Regions from separate parts of the Sus scrofa genome. Here regions 1 and 3 are each linked to region 2. A link is a contact called in public Hi-C and HiChIP or PLAC-seq data. All regions are on one chromosome and are shown on one strand. The core of a region is the stretch at or near the end of the contact, and the rest is flanking DNA. Distances in the headings are between cores, read along the strand shown.

The links. Hi-C and Micro-C count contacts between places; a contact is called where the count stands out from the background. HiChIP or PLAC-seq counts read pairs in DNA pulled down with a chosen protein or histone mark.
Region 1: a contact with region 2 is called in an H3K27ac HiChIP or PLAC-seq map of alveolar macrophages, with 6 times the contacts expected there. The contact joins the enhancer-like site here to the promoter of ASCC1 in region 2. A contact is called at or near these places in 3 of 5 promoter capture datasets (fetal liver, liver and skeletal muscle), 23 of 47 Hi-C or Micro-C datasets (adipose tissue, alveolar macrophages, blood and 11 more) and 2 of 2 datasets of contacts at active chromatin or transcription factors (alveolar macrophages and skeletal muscle).
Region 3: a contact with region 2 is called in a Hi-C map of embryonic fibroblasts, with 2.6 times the contacts expected there. The contact joins the enhancer-like site here to the promoter of ASCC1 in region 2. A contact is called at or near these places in 3 of 5 promoter capture datasets (fetal skeletal muscle and liver), 22 of 47 Hi-C or Micro-C datasets (alveolar macrophages, blood, brain and 11 more) and 2 of 2 datasets of contacts at active chromatin or transcription factors (alveolar macrophages and skeletal muscle).

The regions. Positions count from the first base shown.
Region 1 is chr14:75,166,212-75,170,671 of Sscrofa11.1, forward strand. It overlaps DNAJB12 (dnaJ homolog subfamily B member 12), which reads right to left. Exons shown (of 9, transcript XM_013983329.1): 9 at 2,865-4,460. Among named protein-coding and RNA genes, the nearest start is that of DNAJB12, 22 kb to the right of the region's middle. Within about 2 kb of position 2,235, at least 73 of the 83 cell types and tissues checked have an H3K27ac peak or open chromatin away from gene starts, as enhancers often do. A contact at or near this core is called in adipose tissue, alveolar macrophages, brain and 9 more, where this site is marked.
Region 2 is chr14:75,080,870-75,084,966 of Sscrofa11.1, forward strand. ASCC1 (activating signal cointegrator 1 complex subunit 1) reads right to left here and starts at 2,112. Exons shown (of 11, transcript NM_001244083.1): 1 at 2,014-2,112; 2 at 52-193. The coding sequence starts at 163. It overlaps ANAPC16 (anaphase promoting complex subunit 16), which reads left to right and starts at 1,804. Exons shown (of 4, transcript NM_001190225.1): 1 at 1,804-1,945.
Region 3 is chr14:74,995,682-74,999,770 of Sscrofa11.1, forward strand. All of the region lies in intron 9 of ASCC1 (activating signal cointegrator 1 complex subunit 1), which reads right to left. Among named protein-coding and RNA genes, the nearest start is that of SPOCK2, 30 kb to the left of the region's middle. Within about 2 kb of position 2,335, at least 21 of the 83 cell types and tissues checked have an H3K27ac peak or open chromatin away from gene starts, as enhancers often do. A contact at or near this core is called in embryonic fibroblasts, fetal skeletal muscle, retroperitoneal adipose tissue and 1 more, where this site is marked.

The DNA of each region.
Region 1 (4,460 bases), core at 985-3,484, 85 kb after region 2:
TCACTGGGTCCGTAGGAAAAATGGCAATAACAATCCATCCAGTTAAGGCAGTGGGACTCATGAGCGGAGTCTCTGAGGGCCTGAGCCCGACCTCTTGGCCTTCCTTACCAGCGCCAGCTCCACTGGGACTATACCCTGCCCTCCCCAAGGAAAACCCCAGCCAGAGTCAGAGCTACTCAAGGCAGCCTGCCCTCCCTTGGACTTTGTTTAGACTAAATTAATGAAGGGGTAGGGGGACCCGGTAAATAAGGTGCTGTGGTCAGACTCCCCACTCTTCTCCCAGGCAAAGCCCCAGCTCCTGGGCTCTGGGAGGGCTGCTTGGCCGTGGGGTGGGGGTGGGGGGTCCTAGAGCTGCCCCTTGAACCCTTTGTCCTGTGTGGGCGCTGGACCTTTATTTCCTGCCTAAACAGCTGTGGGGCTTTGGAAGTGATCAGAAGCCTGGGCTCTGATCCTGGTGAAACATCCCTCCATGAGGGTCGGGGCGGACGAGGTAACAGTGTGAACACCACAACCTAGGCCTCCAGCTTTGCCAGCCTCTGCCCCCCACTGCCCTCCCTGCTCCTGCATGGCCACCCATACAGGCTACAGGGCAGAGCCCAGCACGAGGAAGGGTTCAGAGGCTCTTGCCAAATGCCTAACAGAGGGGACAGGGGACTGCCAGGATTCAGGAGACACAGGCTCTCTCACTCATTCATTCTTAGTAAGGTTCTTTCTCCGCCCAAGGCCACTGGTTGTGACTGGCAAGATGACAACTATAGATTGGGGCCCTGGCGTGTGAACTGTTCCCTGAATGCGGTCACTCTGGACTTTCCCAGCTCCAGGACTTTGTCCACACTGTCCCCTGCAGCAGAGTGTCCACCCCACCTGGAGCCCTGTCCCAACTCCCTCCTCCTTCACAGGTGACCGTTTCTTTACCTCCAGCCAGAGCTGCTGGCACCTGCCATGCTCCAGGGTTTGTTTTTCTCACAGTCCTCTGCCCACCGGGGTCTGCTGATCACCGGCTCCTTCACACCCGTAGTTCCTATCGGGCAGGCCGAGTCTCAGTCGTAGTTGTGGTTTCGGTGGGGACTTCACACCCAGTCTGTGCTCAGTCAATCTTCCTTGACTGAGGATGAATAACAATACTTAAAACAGAGCTTTCTATGTACCAGGCTGGTTTTTTAAAGTGTGTATATGTGATCACTTTTACTTCTCACAGTGACCCAATGAGGTAGGTGGTTTTATTACTCACATGAAGATGAGGCCATAGAGGGAGAGGGAGGTTGAGTGACACACACAAGGCTACCCAGTCAGTACATGGATCAACCCAGGCAAGCCAGGCTGTGGGGTCTACACCCACACCCAACGGATCCACTGTGCTGCCTTTCAGAGGTGACACCAGCCCTGGGAATGTGCCCCACAAGCCAGGTGGACACCTTTGTCACCACCAGGAGGCAGGGGGTATGGCTCACAAGGGCAGCCCACACACACCCAGCTCCTCAGATTAAATCCTGTTTTCCTTAGGGCCTTTCCCACCATTCTGAACTCAGGGTTCCTGCCACTCCTCTTGGTACGAGTGGATTTGATCCCCTCAAGGACAGTGAATTCGGGTTCAGCAAATGTTTTCAAAATGATGGTTCTGCTCCACAGACCCCAAAGACATGCACAGTTTTATGGAGAGCCTTGGGCATCACGTTCCCTACCCTAGGGCTTAGTTTCCTACTCTGGCAAATGGGCTGACTCACTCAAATCACATGGTGTGACATTTGGTAAGGATTCTGAGTTCCTCAAGAGCCAACACTGTTGTCAACCGCCTATTTAGCTGAGTCTGTCTGTGTGCCTTCCCTCAAAGGCCAGGAGACTCTGCCCCAGGAGACTCTGCCCGGTGGGGAGGGCTGGGGTGTGTGCTCCTTGTCCTTGGGAGACCTGGCGGCAGCCTGGGACCAAAAGATAAGCTGACTGATCCCAGGAGCTTGGATGGACGAGAGCCTTGTTTGCCACCTGACAGTGGGTGGGGACACTTGTCAAAGGCTCTTTTTTACAGCAAACAGTTGGAAGGAGTCTCTCCCACCCCTCTGGCTCTCAGAGCCACACACGAGGGCAGGGAGTTGGGGTGGGTAAACAGGGGCGGCTGGCAACGCCCCTGCTAACTGCAGCCAACAAGTGGCAGCTCGCAGAGCGGGCCGGGCAGGCTGCGGTGACCCTGGTGGGGGCAGCCAATGAGCTCCCGGGCTGCAGTGGCACCACCGGGCAGCCTGCCTGTCTTTGGCTGGAGCAGCCGCAGGAGGGGCCTCGGGCCACCAGTCAGGGCTGCCGGGCTCTGTCTCTGGGAGGCCCGGGCAGATCTGCTGCTCCATTCACAGAAAGCCTTACCGGGGCTGCCACATTTTTAACTTTTCCAATCTTCTGGGGGAGGAGGGCGGGCTGTGGAGCCAGTGTGGGAAGGATGGCTGGGAAGGTAGTGCAACCACAGATGGAAACTTGGGAGAACTTTTCCCTCGATCTGGATCCAGGGTGGGGGAAGGGAGGTTCTGAATGTTTGCCTCACAGCAGGCCCAAGGGAATGAAGGGAGGGAGCTGGACGAGGGGGAGGCAGAGGCTGTGATCATGGCCCAGGTTGCCCACCCTGGACCGGTATCAGGAACCTCAGGGTCCTGGCCCAATTGAGCCTCTTACCCTTACCTGGAGGGGTACACTTGTGACTGAAGTGGCTGTCACCTGGGGCCGGGCCAGCGGTGGGGAGTCGGGGGGGGGGGACGGGACCCTTAGGCTTGCCACCAAAAACTCCCTGTGGTCTGGGCTGTACCGTGTCAGCAGCAACAGGTGCTTGTGCCCGCCCCCAGCTCATCCCCCTTGCCCAACACAGACCCACCAAGGCCAGCCAATCACGTAATAAACATATATTTATAGATATACAATTTCAGAATTCTAATTCAAGAAATACAGCTTCTCAGGGGATCCATTAGGATCTACGTTCTTATTGCACATGGCTCAGCCCATCTAGGGACATCTACTGAGACCAGGTGGTCGGGGTGGTGGGCGCAGAGCACCGGGGCCACTGTGGGCAGGGCGCTCTCACCCACATCCAGTTCTGAGCATCTCTCTGGACTGGGGTGGCTGCTTCGTCACAGGGCAAGACCTTGTAAAAACCATGTTTGACATTTCTTAACCAAGCTTCCTTTCCCAGCAAGAATCCTATGTTGGGGACTTTTAAAAAAAGAGCTGAGAGAAGCTCTGGGAGGGTGGTTATCCCCTCCTGGCTGGCAGCTTGGGGTAGTAAGGCTTCGGAGGATGGCAGGCTCAGTGACACACTCACCGCCAGAGGAAAATTTGGGGAAAAAAAGGTAATTCCAAAAGGCCCAGTATAAACTGTGGGAATAAATAAAACCTCCCTCCCTTCCCCCTGGCAGCAACTGCTGTTTTGAGAAAAATCCTCATTTGACGGTGAAAGTAAGAAAATGGTTCAGGTGCATCCTTTGTCCAATGTGCAAGAGAAGGCCGGGTGGCGTCATGTCCATGGAGGGTAGAGACAGAGATGTCCATGGTCATGGACTTTTTTCAGGAGTTGGCTGCTGCCCCAGCGTCCTGGGCACCACCTGATTGAATCTTGGAGAAAAAGCCATCTAAAGTCCTTGCTCCACGACTTAGGAAAAATCAGTAGCAACAATGGGGCTGTGCCCTGGGGCACCTATAAGGCCAAACTGATTTAGGAACTAAAGGGGGCTGGTGGTCAGGCAGAACCTGGTCCCCCGCCAACCCTGCTGTTCTCTGTGGCTAGGGGTCAGAGGGCTCCTGGGCACCAGGCAAAGCGCCCACCTGAGCTGGCCAGAGCTTGGCGGGGTGGGGTGTAGGGGGGTGGTCTCATCCCTACAGGCCGTTTGGGGCCTCCACTGTGACTCCATACTAACCTGGCGCCTGGCCTTAGGAGGAATTTCTCCCCCTGCAGCCTGCTCCACACCCTGCCCCCGCCCCCAGCTTAACCATAAACCTGGCAACCTTCCAAGTTTTCCACAGATTTATACTGTCATGATTGCTGCTGCCATCAAAACCAGGCTGGGGTTGAGGGGACTGTTAAAAGCTAGGACCCGACTTTCCTTATGCTGTCAGCTATGGCTAATGTCTAGCCTTTGAAGGACCAGGCTACCTTCCCCAAGCTGTTTTCTAAAACAGGGAAGAAATTAACTGAACAACTTAACCAAATCCCTGCATAGTTTAAAAAGTAGGCTATATATATATATATCTCTTTATATATGCTATTTACATATAAATAGATATATACATATACACGCATCTATAAATTACATTCTATGGAGAGTTCGCTTTCATCTTCCTCTTTCTCCTTGGCCAACACCTCTGATTGCTTCCACTGAGGTGACTGGTGGTGGCTTCAGGGAGGGGGAAGAAAGGCAGCTGGGTGCCCCTTCCCCCAGCCCTTCCCATAGACATTTGCTGCAAGTTTTACATTCTACTTTCGTTGCCAT
Region 2 (4,097 bases), core at 862-3,361:
AATACAGAGAACACTTTACTTGTAATGAGACCAAAGAGCAACTAGGATTACCGTGATAATAATCATCGTCTTCTTCTTCATGTTGATAAGTCTGTTCTTGGATGGGATTCTTCCTGTAAACCCGGCCACCGATTCTTAGAAGCTGTGGACGCAGAACTTCCATGACACTTTCTCCAAACAGTCCAGCGAAATCCTGAAAAATAAATGATCACCTTACCTTTTGTTTTAATCAGAAATAAACCCTACCTCTATTATCTAGATCTTTATGTAGGTATGAAAGAACAAAATTGGGCATCAGTTCACAATACATCCCAAGCCAAAGCAGCACTGTTTCCATTCGATTTCTCCTATCTATAAGCTGTTTTAAGCCAACTGATGCAGTTTCCACTACACTATTCCACTGCTGGCTCACTCTAGATAATTTGTAAACTATTGGCATTCCCCAAAAAAGTGATTAAAAGATACTGAGCTTGTCCATGGCTTTGACAGAAAGAACAGAGGTCTCTTTGTAACATTAACCTTTAGGAGTAAAATGCAATCTTCTGTGTTTACCTAAACATTTGCAGTGTCTCACCCACTCTAACCAGCATGGTAATTAAGAAAAGCAGGGATATTTAATACACTTATCCTCAAGGGGAGGACAAAAGATCCTGAAGAACTTTTAGAGGTGTTAAAACTATATGCGCAACAAAATCAAAATGCCTATCAGAATCAAATATGACTTAAGCAACATGGTTCTCCAAACGAACACATTGCTGAGGGGAGGAATCCAATTTCTGTGGGCCCCCAAACTGTACATCACTTCACTGAGAGGCCAAGCTTCTAAACATCACTTAAAGAATCAATAATTCTGGAAAGAGGAGTTCCCTTCATTGCTCAGTGGTTAACAAACCCGACTAGGAATCATGAGGATGCGGGTTCCATCCCTGGCCTTGCTCAGTGGGTTAAGGATCCAACATTTCTGTGAGCTGTGGTATAGTTCCTGTGGGCTTAGATCCCCCACGTTGCTGTGGTTGTGGTGTAGGCTGGCAGCTACAGCTTCAATTCGACCCCTAGGCTGGGAAGTTCAACATGCCGTGGGTGCAGCCTGAAAAAAAGAAAAAAAAAATCTGGAAACAAAGATTCCTTATGGGCTAGCCATAGTTAAGCTCAACCAATGTTCCCACTATATGTGTTAGACGGTCATGAAGCCCAAAATAAGTTAGAGTTCCCCCTCAAAAAATCAATTCTCACTAAATACCCTAACGCTCAACCCAATCCCAGCAAGAAAATAGCTTTAATTGGTAATTTGCTTACAGAACCAAGTGGTGATTTCCTGTTGAGATTAGCAGTAAAATGAATAAAATAATAAGTAAAATAAACAGACTTGAATGTCAGAAGGGGTATAATTATCAAGTTTAATGACTTTACATCCTAGTGCCCTATTCCTCCAGGACCTTTCAAATAAATCTCTCCACAAAAGTAGATTTTAATGTTAAGGAAGGGCGCTGAGACTGAGCTCTGGGAAAGAGCGTTGTCTGAGATAGGAAGCTGTTCATCTGCCTTTCCTTGGGATACGAGTCTGCTCAGAAGGATGGCGGAATAACAAATTTAACCCTGCAGCGTGACGGTTTGGTAAGAGAGAGCAAAGCAGAAGGCCTGAAATGCCGTGCGTTAAGATAAAACCCTAAATGACAAAAGTGAGCAAGAAAAAATAAAACGAGTACTCCAAAGGTAGCGGAGAAATACGGACCCCACAGCAAAAAGAAAATCCGGGAACGAGGAGGAGAAGGACCCGGAAGTCCTCTCCGCCCCGGCCACGCCCACTACTGCAAGGGGCACGCGCACGCCGCTGCCGGTCCCTCCACGCGGGCGCGAGCACGGCGCCGCCCTTGTCGATGTTAACTCGGCCGCACCAGTCGGCCTTGGGGGCGGGGCTGTAGGGGAAAGTGCCAAAGCTGCTGAGGTAAGTGGCCGAGGGCTCAGGGACCCTCGAGAGCCTGGTGGAAAGGGACTTGATCTCTGGGATCCTACCTGCAGGGACTAGTAAAATGGAGAAAGTAGGAGGAGGAATGGGAGCCTGCCGCAGAGGGCGTGCAAGAGGAAATTTCCTTAGGCCGCGCCTGGCTAGTGCGCATGCGGGCCGAGGGCTGGCGCCTGCGCAGTGGAACGGCGCTGTTGGCGTAGCCCTCTGGGGACTCGATGGCGGGTCGGGGTGGGGGTGGGGGTGAGGCTGTGGCTGTGACTTGGAGGTAGCTTGAGAACCGTTGGCGTTCTGATCCCTCCTCTTGGCAGCCCATTTCTTTCCGCCCCACTTGTTTTTAGCTGCACATCTTTTTGAATGGTAATCCAGCTGTTTAAGTGAAACACAGCGGAATGAATGTTTTCTTGATGATGGAGTTTAATAATTGCTTCTAATAATTTGCCATTGTACCAGCGTACTTCCTTCAGTATCTTTATGATAGGACATTTTTAAAAGGAAAAGGTTCTTTCTAAGATAGGTATATATCTGCCAGGAAGGAAAGTAGTTTATGAATACGAGGTCATCCCCATCGTATATGAAGTAAATGTGTTGATTATCTCACCAATGTGAACACAGCCGTGCTGTATCTCCCCAGAGAGCATTGTTCTACTGCAAGGATCGCTACTGCTAATAGTTCCAGCTTTCCTGATAGCGTCAAATCCCAGGTTACCTCATCATCAGTATTTAAACATTTGTCAAAATTTTACAGAGCATCAACTTTGGGCATAGCAGCCAAGTGGGAGAAAGAGTTATGTAAATAGATCTGCAGAATGAGGAAGAAAAACAAAATGATAATGAACCAGTCCTCTTCATACCAATCTTCTCTAGCCCCTGGGTAACCTTTGCTGAGCTGCTCGCCCTGTGTTCTGTCATTTGTTCATTATTCAGGAGAAATTGTGATCCAGGTTCTGTGCTAGGCCTCCAGGGTAAAAAGATAACTCCTCCCCCTTTTCCTAAGAAAGGGGTTCTTCCTAAGATTATGAACCTTAAAAGTGTGAAGTGCATGTTAGTGTGAAGTGCATGTTCCCTCTTTCTGAGCAGGTTCTTTCCCCTCTAGGAGTGTGCTGACTATATGTCAAATGGAGGGAGTAATAACTTTTCCCTTGAGTGTGTTGAAACAATAAGTATGAAAAACCGGGATCTGGATAAAGCAGTGAGATCCTGCTGTATGGCACTGGGAACTATATCTAGTCACTTGTGATGAAGCATGATGGAAGATAATGTAAGAAAAAGAATGTATATATGTGTGCGTGACTGGGTCACTTTGCTGTACAGTAGGAAATTGACAGGACACTGTAAACCAACTTAATGGAAAAAATAAAAATCATTTAAAAAAACTGATCTGGCATAGGGAAAAAATGATTCAGGAAAAAATCATTAGTGATTTTGGATAACTAATATTAAGTGTTTACTGTACCTATAACTGTTCAAATTGCTTTAATTATATTAAGCTTCCTAACATGTCTGAGGTAGGCACTATCATTATCCCAATTTTAGAGATGAGGCAACTGAAGAGTAAAGAAGTTAAATGATTTGTCCCGAGTCATACAGATACGAGCCTAGACCAAGAGGCTTCAGCCTGACCTCTTAACCACTATGCTCTTTCACCTCTCACATGGCACATGACATGCCAAAAAGCCATTGTTTAAAATATGGCCCAGCAAATAAGCTAAAGTCTCTACACCTCAGTTTTGTTTGGTCATCTGTAAAATAAGGGAAGTGGATTAGATGACCTTAAAGGAGGAATCTTGTGGTTCTGTGAAATGCTTAACTCATTCAGCAAACATTTATTTAAATCAACAGCTACTTAGTATAGGCCAAGCATAATGTTTGGTTCTGGTGATCCAAGTGACTGCCTTCATAGAACAGTTACAAACTAGGGTTTATTGTTTGTTTCACTTTCATTCATCACATACCACCTGCTGGTAGCACTCAGAATCTCACCTAAATTTTTAAAGCTAGAAATTACTTGGTTGTATTTTTCCACTTAAGTGGAAAACTGCTTATTTATGTTAAAGTTAGTGCTAATTCTGCACTCCGCTTTTCAACCCTGGCTGTTTTGTGTACTGAATGGTAGTTCTGAGTTTGAAAGAAG
Region 3 (4,089 bases), core at 1,085-3,584, 85 kb before region 2:
TGACTTTATCCTCCAACCCTTAAATGAATACATGTATGTGAGTGTATCTGTTATTTCTATGAACTCTCTTCTCATACAGACCTTTTCTACAACATTTCATTTTTATGTTCCAAGTGAAATTCTTCAGAAAGTTGTACATCTGCTTCTCTAACAAGCTGCCTATTTTACGTGATTGTTGAGACTGATGTGATTATTTCCAATATTATGGATAAAAGCTATTACAAAATATTAGTATGTCCAAGTGAACAGAATTTAATAAGTGTCAACAGGATTTAAGCATAAATAGCTTAAAGAGAAAGTGACATCTGCTTAGTGGTTATGCTTAAATAAAATTAAAATTTCAAGACACAGAAATATCATGAAGTAAAGATGACACTATGGCTACAGTGGTAATGAGAGATAACTTTTTTTTTTTGCTTTTTAGGGCCTCACCCGTGGCATATGAAGGTTCCCAGGCTAGGGGTCTAATTGGAGCTGTGGCCACTGGTCTACCCCAAAGCCACAGCAATGTGGGATCGAGCCACATCTGTGACCTACACCACAGCTCACGGCACCACTGTATCCTTAACCCACTGAGTGAGGCCAGGGATGGAACCTGCATCCTCATGGATCTTGGTCAGACTCGTTAACTGCTGAGCCACAATGGGTACTCTTTTTTTTTTTTTTTTTTTTTTAGATAAACTTTATTCTACATTCAATTTGCTGTTATTTATACTGACATAACAATTTAATGGAACATTTAGTGATAGATTTTTCAAGGAAGGCTTTCTGAAAAAGCTGAGTTTTGGGGAAAAAAAATTCTAAGAAGAGCCAAGTGACTAAGAAGTAATTTTCAAAAACAGTATGTAATACAGTACAGAATTGAATTGGATAATAAAAACCACAATACTTTTGCTTCCTTAGAAATCATATACCTTTTTTTTTTTTTTTTATGTACCTGTAGCACATGGAAGTTCCCAGGCTAGGGGTCGAATCGGAGCTGCAGCTGCCGGCCTACACCACAGCCACAGCAACACTGGACCAAGCTGCATCTGTGACCTATACCGCAGCTTGCAGCAACGTCACATCCTTGAACATGGCCAGGGATCAAACCTGAATCCTCATGGATACTAGTTAGGTTCTTAACATGCTGAGCTACAAGAGGAACGCCAAGAAATAATATATTTTCCAAATGTTAATCTTCCTTTATAGTCATTAATATCTTTAAAAACAATTACTACCTAGTTCTCAAACTCATCTCTCTTCCTTTGAAAAAAAAAAAAGTAAATTCATCTTTTCAGTATTCTTTTAATACTGTGAAACAAAGAAATCACTGAAAACAAGCTAAGAGTGTTTAAGAACTTAATTTTGCCTTTGTTACCTTAGGACAAACAGACCAAAGAGTTCGCCAGGGAGACATATGAGGTACAGCCTGCTTTCTGACCTTGGTGCTAGTTACACTGTTCACTTTATGATTATTTGTTAAATAAAACATACATGTTTTATGCACTTTTACCGAAGAAAATAAATAGTATGTATTTTTAAACAGCTTCCTTTACAGAAACTTCTGAAAAAAGCAAAGTAAATAAAGCTCTCATTTAAATGTACTCATTCTAACTGTCCTTTTAAAGGGACAAAGATGGAACAAAAGCAAAAATGAATGAAATAGTTGAGTTACTCTCATTTACATCTTTCAAGAGAAATTTCAATGTAGCTAGACAGATTTAAAACATATTTTCAAGTAAAGTACTATTAAATATTAATATTGTTAAATATTTCCAAATGCCTCTTTTTCTAAATTTAAATATTCTTATATGTAAAATGGAAAAGGCGCAAATTCATCTCCTTTTCACTTGGTTTATGTGTTCCAGGATTTTAAGTACCTAAAGAAATTGCACTTTCACAGTGTCCTTTGATACGGGACCTATAGTACTTTCTATTCCTTTCCAAATACATTACTGTGCTTTTATTTGTACCAAATCCTCTCCTCTGGAGAGTGCAGTTAGAGCTCTAAAGTCTCCTCTCTACTTTGCAGTTAGAAGCTATGCTTTTAAACAGTTAATACTATACCCCTAGTTCAATCTGCTGAGAGCACAGTCTTGGAATACTGATTCAATCGTATAAGGCCATTTCATAAGGCCTCCCAAACAGACTGCCATTAAGACTACTTCTCTCTCCAGAAGTTGGCAGTTAATGACTTTTTCACTTCTGTCTAGTGAGGGAGCAGTTATTTCCTGGCAGTATATCTTTAGGTCAGCATGATTTCTCCATTTACAAGTTTATCACTGCGTTACAGATAAACAGATCCTATCTTTGTTCCTATCTCTTAGATAGGAAATGGAAACTTTTAGACAGGACACTGTCCTATTAATTTGGTCTAGATCTTGTTCACTCACACATCCTTCTTTCAGAGCTATCTGTCATTCTCTCATAAAAAACTACCATAACTAAATGTATTCCTTTTCTGGTTTGAAAAACACAAGGGGATTGTTCTTCAGCTGTCAGTTCTTATTTCAAAGTCCTTCTTAAGGTAAGAAAATTCTTTTTTTAACTAAGAATAACCAGATACTATAGTCTATTGTAGCTGCAACAACTCTCAAAAGAGCTGTACAAAAGAAAAATGTGGCTTCTACCTCCAAAAGTCATTGGAAATTTTTTTTTCTTATTAAGGCATCCAGAACACATAATATCACATGGAGCCAAAAGGACTAATTCTCTTCATGGAGCAGAATAGCAATTGGCTGTTACTCATTAAATTCTTACAGCAGTGAGCAATGACTTGCATTCTCGTTTTGTTTCTCTTTGAATAGCAGATGAAGTTGATTTTTTTCCAAGGCTGCTTCCCATCACCAGCATTCCTGATCCTTGACCTATGCAGCTATTAATATGCTATACACATATGCTTGGGCTCCTTAACAACCAAGGTTAACCTTTCTGTTTACTCCAAGTCAGTTCCTGTCTTGTTAGTGAAAATATGTATTTTTTTCCTTTCTAAACATAATAATTATATCTGCTACCAAAACTATATGTATAAAATCCATCGGTTTTTCTGAATCTTTTTTTTTTTTTTTTTTACAAAGGTTTCAGGGGCCATAGGTTCTCATATTCTAATTAAGAAAGACTTGTCCATCTGTGGTAATTCCAAAAGTTGGGCTGCTATACCTACTTCATAAATATAGTTATCACTTCATGTATGTTTAGGGGGCTAGTTAATGGATACCTCATTTTATCTTTATTCTCAAAGAAAAGTTAATTCCCTTGATTGAATATAAGTGAAAGATTATCTCTAATTCTATAATGATTAAAAAGTAATATATTGGAAATTCTAAAGATGCTTTGTTACAACTACCTGTGTTCAAAGGTACTTCCCCTCCATCTCATAATTTGCCTCCATCATTTTATACTGCAATGGTCTCTGTAACTCTCAAAGACAGGAAACTCCTAGAAGGTAGGGACTGTATCATGATGAGTTTTATCTGAAGGACACATGGTCTGAAAGACGGTATACAGTCCGTAAGTATTTCTGTTGGTGTTAGTATTATTATATTTAACTCAAAAGTCTAATTCTTTTTTTTTTTTTTTTTTTTGTCTTCTTTTTTAGGGCTAAACCCTCAGCATATGGACATTCTTAGGCTAGGGGTCAAATTGGAGCTGTAGCTGCCAGCCTACACCACAGCCACGGCAACGCCAGATCCTTAACTCACTGAGCAAGGCCAGAGATCGAACCTGTATCAGTCCTCGTGGATACTAATCAGATTTGTTTCTGCTGAGCCACCAAGGGAACTCCTCAAAGGCCTAATTCTTAATTAGCCAGTTTTAGACTAAATGGCACATCCATTTCTCCAACATTTATGTCTAGTCAGATATTATTACAGTTCAAACAGGCCCAATTTCAAGTATCTACTGATCTCCACCTGAACACTGAGCATCTTTATGGGAGACAGTAGAAGCAACGCTAATTTGTGACTTTTGAATCTTTTTGTTCTGATCAGACTCTGCTACTATCTAGCGGTAACCTTAGGCAAGATGCTTTAACCACACTGGATCTTGCACCCTAAGAGATTAAAATGAGGAACTGGATTAAATAGTTTCCAAGTACCTAGCTGTGCC